2 separate regions of the Zea mays genome follow, and region 1 is linked to region 2. A link is a contact called in public Hi-C data. All regions are on one chromosome and are shown on one strand. Each heading gives the region's core, a stretch centred on a gene start, on an enhancer-like site or on the middle of the called end of the contact. The rest is flanking DNA. Distances are from core to core; before and after follow the strand shown.

Evidence for each region. Hi-C and Micro-C count contacts between places; a contact is called where the count stands out from the background.
Region 1: a contact with region 2 is called in a Hi-C map of seedling, with 6 times the contacts expected there. The contact joins the promoter of LOC103626103 here to the promoter of LOC100381416 in region 2. A contact is called at or near these places in 3 of 25 Hi-C or Micro-C datasets (leaf and seedling).

What each region holds. Positions count from the first base shown.
Region 1 is chr5:23,242,167-23,245,687 of Zm-B73-REFERENCE-NAM-5.0, reverse strand. LOC103626103 (TATA-box-binding protein 1-like) reads left to right here and starts at 2,139. Exons shown (of 6, transcript XM_008646477.3): 1 at 2,139-2,285; 2 at 3,181-3,268; 3 at 3,398-3,520. The coding sequence starts at 2,233.
Region 2 is chr5:23,051,595-23,055,151 of Zm-B73-REFERENCE-NAM-5.0, reverse strand. LOC100381416 (Trihelix transcription factor GT-2) reads right to left here and starts at 2,282. Exons shown (of 4, transcript NM_001174257.1): 1 at 2,257-2,282; 2 at 1,708-2,174; 3 at 1-938. The coding sequence starts at 2,111.

The sequences.
Region 1 (3,521 bases), core at 890-3,389, 190 kb before region 2:
GTATGAAATAAATAGAAACAAATATTTTAGTTGTGATCCTCGTACTCTCAATCGTCACCTAACTATCTAGGTGATACCAATCATCAAGAATAACAAACATTACTCTTACTTAACAATACCAAGCCCAACGAAGGTGGTTGTTGCACACAAGTTTAACAGAGGTAGTTTGAAAACACTATTTTTCTAAGTGATTTATATTTTTCCAAGAGAAAATGAACTAATTTATCTTGTGAAAATTGAAATCTCTTGATAAAACGAGGTTGCTAAACTAGACCTAAAAGGGAGAGCCTCCCTTTCCCCATCGGACTAGTCTTTAGGGACGATTAAGTCTTTCCCCGAGTTATGTGTGCTTAATGAACTATTGGCTCCAGACAACCTTAATTTGTTAGTCTTTAGCCAAACTCACTTGGGCTGGGTGAATCATACTCCATCCATCCCATAAAAGGATGTCGTTTTGATTTTTTGATACCAAGTTTAACCGGATCATCTTATTAAAAAAATATAATTATTTTTTTATTTTGGTTTAGTTTATCATACAATTTATTTTAATATTTTTAATAAAACAAGCATATCAAATTTGATATAAAAAAGTCAAACGATTTCTTCTGGGACACAGAGGGAGTAGAAAGGAGCCCGGTGTCGAGTTGGGAAGGGTGGAGGAGGATCCAATCATCCAATGCTGGCCGAGCTATGGTGGCGCTGATTTTCGTGCATGCCTTCTACAGGCGTCGCCTAGGAGTAGGGCTCTCGGGTTCGTGGGCCAAATTCCGGAGCTCGAGTCCGTTCTGCTTGGAGAGGGGCCCAGCGATTTTCAAGCAATGGGCCTCTGGCGGGACCATGTTGAGTGCACCGTGCTGTGGCCCAGGAGCCTGATTGCTGGTCCGTGTGTGTGTTGGGTGGCCGTGTAGAGGTCGAGTTGGCAGGTCCGTCATCTTTAGAGAGGGTAATGTGTCCTGATCTCCGATTTCCAGCCAAGAATTCTTCTATTCGAGGATGAAAATAGAGTAGTATTTTCTCCATGGGATGTAAACGGTAAAAACTCTCTCCTAACAATCAATGTCTTGTTTGGGTACATTAGTATTCATCTCTAATACACATGTGTTGATGTGGATTGAGTTAATACTAGAGGATGAATACTAGAGTATGCAAACAAAGCCTAGATGATGATGGGATGAGGAACCCGTTCCCGCGGGACCCGTTAAAATTATACGTGATGATGTTTTTATACAATAGTTAATAATAAAAATAAATAATTATCTTGTCAAGAGATCACTCGTTATACGGATGTGTTTATTTTGATCTACACATAATAATTTTTTACATCTGACAATGTGTATAAATGACAATATTTTATATTAATAATAAAATATATTTTAATTATAATTTAAACGGGAATAGGGATCTCTTATGAGAATTTATCACGCGAGAAATAGAAATGAGAAAGAAATGTCGTCCGCAACCGTTTAATTCCCCGTTTAGTCATGTTCGTCGTCCACGGACCACGGATGACGAGCTCCCCCCGGTGCTGCTGCTGCCTCACTGCCTGCTTCATCGCTGGCTGCTCGGGTGGTCGGCTCGCCGCCGGTTCTGCTCCGTCGGACTCGGACGCGATGACCGTGTGTATCCAGTCTCGCGTCTGCGTCACCAGTGATGATGGGTTTCTCTTCCTTTCGCTCGGCTCCTGTACGTGCTTTGCTTTCGTTGCACGATCTATACGCTGATCATATCCTAACGAACTGGATTTGTTGGATTGTTTGTGGTTGTGGACCGTGTGGACTAGGATATACATATCCTTGCTTTGCTTAATTCCATCTGCGCACTTGTTTAGCTTTGCGCATGTACACTCGTGGAAAGAATAAAATAATTTCGTAGATGTATTATGAAAAAGAATAAAAAAAGATGACAGTTGAACAAAAGTCAAAACCTACTTCGGCGGGCTGTCCAGTTTTCAGCGACCGAGCGAAAGCCAGCCGGTCTCGAACCCAACCCAGGTCGAGTCCATAAATCCAGGGCCCCACCCGCCCCGCCTTCTTCTTTTCTTCCTCGCACCAAAGTCGTTGGAATCCAAGCCCCCTTGCCCGTCCGTACTCGACCCAAAACCCTCTCGCCAAAATATAACCCGCGCTCATTCAAAACGAGAACAGTTTGCTTGCCGCCGTTAGGGTGTCCTCGCTGGTGCTGCGCAGCGGGAGCGGCGTCGGAGGAGAAGGACGATCCACGGCGTCGTCGGCGATGAACGGAGCGCATGAGTCCGGGGTCCCGTCCGGCATCGTCCCCAACCTGCAGTGAGTCCCGAGCCCCGATCGCAGATTGGTGTTCATTGTTTACAATGCACAAAAAATATGTTTGCCCTTTGGATTTTGGATGACATAACCTCATTTTAAACTCTTTTCTCGATGCCACAGTTTATGATTATGACCTAGAGGTCACACGGCTCGACGCCGACGCCGACGCCGTGACAGATAAGGCATCGGGTGGTGTGTTGGCGCCTAGCTTGGCACCACAAGACACAAAGAATTAATTTAAACGACTCACATCCAACATTACATTAATAAATTAATTATATATAATATCGCCAATTTAGCACAACTCCGGTTTCAAGATTTTTGGCGATGTTATATACAATTAATTTATTAATATAATGTTGTATATGAATTGTTCAAATTAATTCTTGGCGTCAAGGTCGACGCCACGACTTATGGCGCCGAACACAGCACTCGGTGTTCCACCTCGACGCTAAGTCACGACAACGAGCCGTGTTACTTTGGTGTCATGGTTTATGGTGTTGAAAAAATGTTCTAAAAATTAGATTACGTCGTGATGTAAATTTTTTACGAAAAAGGTCAAAATGCAAAAAAATCCGGTCTAGTCAACCAGTAGGAAATAGCAGCCGATATCTCCGTGGGGTAGGGGAATTACGCATGACCTGTTTGATCCTTAGCATGGTATGGGGGAGATTAAAGTGTGTTGAATTTGCATACAAATGAACTAGCATGCCATCATTGCTGATCTGGATGTAAAAGAGTTGCTGTTATTTTTCTTTTCCTTTTGATCTGAAGAGTTGCCGTTGCTTTTTTCTTGCTTGGATTTTCAGAAGGGTTGATAGGTGTTGCCTCTTTAGTTTGCTGCCCAGATTGAAACAATGCAGAGCCATAACCTGCCTCTTGTCTGATGTGTCAGGAACATTGTATCAACAGTCAACTTGGACTGCAAGGTCGATCTGCAACATGTCGCCAACAGTGCTCGTAACGCAGAGTACAACCCAAGGGTATGTATCATCATCAGTGCCGCTGCTGCCTTTTCATTTACCTTAGACTTTTTTTTTGTTGCATGGAACTATATATTACATTCGATAGCTGCAGTCTCACCGGCAGTGACCCTGATACTTACTTGACAGCGTTTTGGTGCGGCTATCATGAGGATAAGGGAGCCCAAGACAACGGCACTGATATTTGCTACAGGGAAGATGGTCTGCACCGGAGCAAAGAGCGAAGCCGATTCAAGGCTCGCTGCGCGTAAGG
Region 2 (3,557 bases), core at 1,033-3,532:
TCATAACAATGTCTGTGCTTTGCCGTTGCGGTGCTGGCGTTTGTGGCGTCGCCGGCATTGGCGACTTCTGCTGCTGCGGGGGCGGAGTCTGCGAAGCTGGTGGTTGCGGTGGCGGCGGGGCTGGCGACACGGAGGCAATGGGTGTGGGGTGCGGCTGAGGGGGCGGCGGCGGCTTCGGATGCGACGGCGGTGGCATGGCGTTGATGGTGGGCGCGGCAATGGATGGCATCGGGATGGTCTGCCCGGTGATCTTCTGTATGAAGGAGAGGACGGCAGCGTCGCGTGAGGCTGCCATAGAGCGCTCCTGCGCCAGGATCTCCTGCTCGCGCGCTAGGCGAGTCATCTCCTGCCGCCGCCACGCCTCCTCGCGGATCATGCGGTCCTGCTCACGCTTCTCGATGGCCTCCAAGAACCTCTGCTGCATCGCCTCCTGACGGTCCATCACATGCTTCATCAGGCCCTCGAAGAACCTCATCATCTTCCCGCTGCCGTCCGACACCCTCTTCCTCTTCCTGCGCTGATCGTCCGCGCCGCCGCCCACCAGCTCCTCCGTGCCCTCGTCGTCGGAGTCGTCCTCGTCCGTGTAGTCGTCCTCCGTGTTGGACGTCGAGATGCTCGGGTAGCCCACCGTCGTCGTCATCGGCATTCCCACGCCGGCCGACACCGCAGGCAGCGGCTCGGCAGGCACGCGCACGGCCGACGACGGCCGGGCTGCCCCGGACACCCCGCCGGAGATTGCCGGGCCCACCTGCGACGCCACCGACGCGGGAGCCGCTCCGGTGCCGTGCAGGGCCTCCAGCTGCGTGAAGAATCGGTACGTCTTGCCGTCGTTCCGGCCGGCGCGGCTCTCCTTTGTGCGCTTGTAGTACTTGTGCACGTTCTCGAACTTCTCCTTGCACTTCTTGGCGCTCCGGTTGTACCCTTTCTCAGCCAGCTTCCTGCCAACCACCGCATCGATCAACAATTTAGCAACAAAAACGAGAACCTTAATTGCCTTATCAATGGCGTATCGCCACCACCAACCACCACAAATTTCAACCGTACAAGCAACAACTGTAGTAGCCCTCACACTAAAGTTGCATGCATGTAGTAGAATTTTACTCGATTTGGGCACCCATGGAAAAAGATAAAGAAACTCATATACACAATTAAATACCAATTAAATACAACCATTTTAGTAAGCTAAACAACGCTCATCCCAAGAAGAATGCATAACAGAAGGGGAGGAAGAAACTGGGAATAAAAATTCCCATCTTTTTGCGAGAAATTCAGAGGCCAAAGAGATAAAGCTTGGGATTGATGCCATTGGATCTGAAGAATATTGCTGTCCGTGTCTACTACTCTACTGCTACGTACCTACTGTATTGGAGAGACGAAGAGCTTGGTAAAACACTAGAGCTGATTTTTTTTCCCGGAAAAGTAGCGAAGGAGAGAGCGATATCGAGCTATTTTAAAATGGAAAAGTCACTGTTCTCGTGAAGGATGGTTAAGAAAAAGTAAAAAGAAGTGTTCTTTAGCCGGGTAAGTAATAATTAATTAACTGGGCCTGCTAGCTAAGAAGCTAGCCAAATCGGCGCCAGGGGCCGGTCCCGAAGGCCGTCGAGATTTCATGCGGCATTCCACCGACGAGAATTCCGTTACGGCGGCGCGCCGGGACGACGGCGTGGCGAGTGATTCATGCCGCAATTCAGGTAGCTAGTTACGTACCTGGAGACCTGCTCCCAGAGGGGGGCCTTGAGGGTGGCGTCCCGGAAGGCGGTGTCCATGTCCGACCGGATCTTGAGCAGCTCCAGCGTCTCCTGCCGCGGCCACCGGTTGCCCGCCGAGCCGCCGCTGGCGCCATCCTCACCAGCTGCGGCGGCGGCCAGGCCCTCGGCGTCAAAGCCCACTGCGCCGGCGCCGGACGGGCCGAGCTCGTCATACTGCTGAGCCGGCGCCGGCGCCGGCGGCCGGCTGCTGATGGGCGACGGTGCCTCCGCCAGCGAGATCCGCTGCCCAGCGCCGCCGACCGGCGAGAATGGCAGCGGCATCTCCACCTGCTGTGCGCAGAACTGCTGCGCTGGGCCTCCACCGCTTGCTCCGCCGCCTCCCCCGTGCTGCTGCTGCTGCATGCTTACAGTACAGCTACTGCTCCCGCACACGCGCACTCGTGCACGTCGCCAGGTGTGTTACCACTGGGAAATGGAGGTCATGAAACGATCAGTACATGAGGGGCAGGTGAAAAAGATGGGAGGCAGAGAGGAGAGATAGACGGACCTCAGAGAGGGATAAGAGTGGAGAAGGGAAGGAGGCTAGAGAGGGGGGAAAGGGAAAGAAAGGGAGAAGAGGAAGTAGCCAGAGAAGAAGGGGATGAAGCACTAGTAGTACTACAGGCACGCTGGCAAAAAAATGTACTCTTTCAGCAGGAGGAAGATGAGGATGAAGAAGAGAGAGAAAAGAAATAAGATACCATCAATAAGCAGCCTTCAATAAATAATAGGGAGGATGGGGGAGAGAGAAAGATGAAGAGAATATGATATCTGTGATGAAGGTAAAGGAAGAAGATGGGGGATGTAGGGTGAAGGAGAGAGAAGATGAAATGTTGAGTACTGCGGCAGGGGAGAGAGATGGAGGTGTACAGAAAGATGATGAGTGGGATGATGTGGGAGATAAAACAAACAAGATGCTGCGCTGTCAGAGGGGCTTTACCTCTCTGCCTAATACAACTTGTTAGTAAAACCAAAATGACAGAGGGGAGAGGAGTGTGGGCAAAAAATGGTAGAGAGAGAAGCATGTGAAGCAGGATAGAAAGGGAAGGGAGGGAGTGCTGGAAACTGTTGTGGGATGAGTGAGAAAGGGGTGAGAGAGATGGAAGGAGGCTTGTAATGAAAGAGAGAGGGGGTACAAGTACCCTCTACAAAACTCAATCCCCATGAAGGAATATGTTGGATCCTGTGTTTATCTTAGTTATTTTGCTACATAATATCGTACTAGTCATTTGTTATGCATAAGGTAATTACCTGGGCTTCAAAATACAGTAAATTTTGGATGTGTGTTACCTTATGCAGCATGGAAACAATACGTAACATGCGGTAAATAAATAAATAAAAGTTTTTACATAGTTTCTAATAATATAAATACTAACTAGCCGCTCTCTGGTGGCAAATAGAGCAATCCACGGGCACAAAAAAATTACCTGGACCCAAGTTTAATTTGTAGACGAAAACCCATATTTGAGATAAATAACAGACAAAACTTAACAATAATACATACAAAACAAAATTAGTTAGAGTAGAAAGAAAACAAAATACGGAGAGACAGAAATAAAAGCAGTTGAGTGGATGAGGCGGCAGACAAGGCCACATTATAACAGCTGTAATGTGGGCCCCACAGGCGAGCGAAAGAGGTGCAGAACGTGCGCGGCGATTAACGCGGACCCGCAATCCCCACACACCCAAATCAACCAAACCAAAGCGACCGGCGGGAAGACGCCACTGGCTTGTGGGCCCAAGGCATTCACTGGGCCCATGAGTCATGTGCAAAGGGTGGGGTTCAGATGCGTGCCCAAGTGGAGCAGG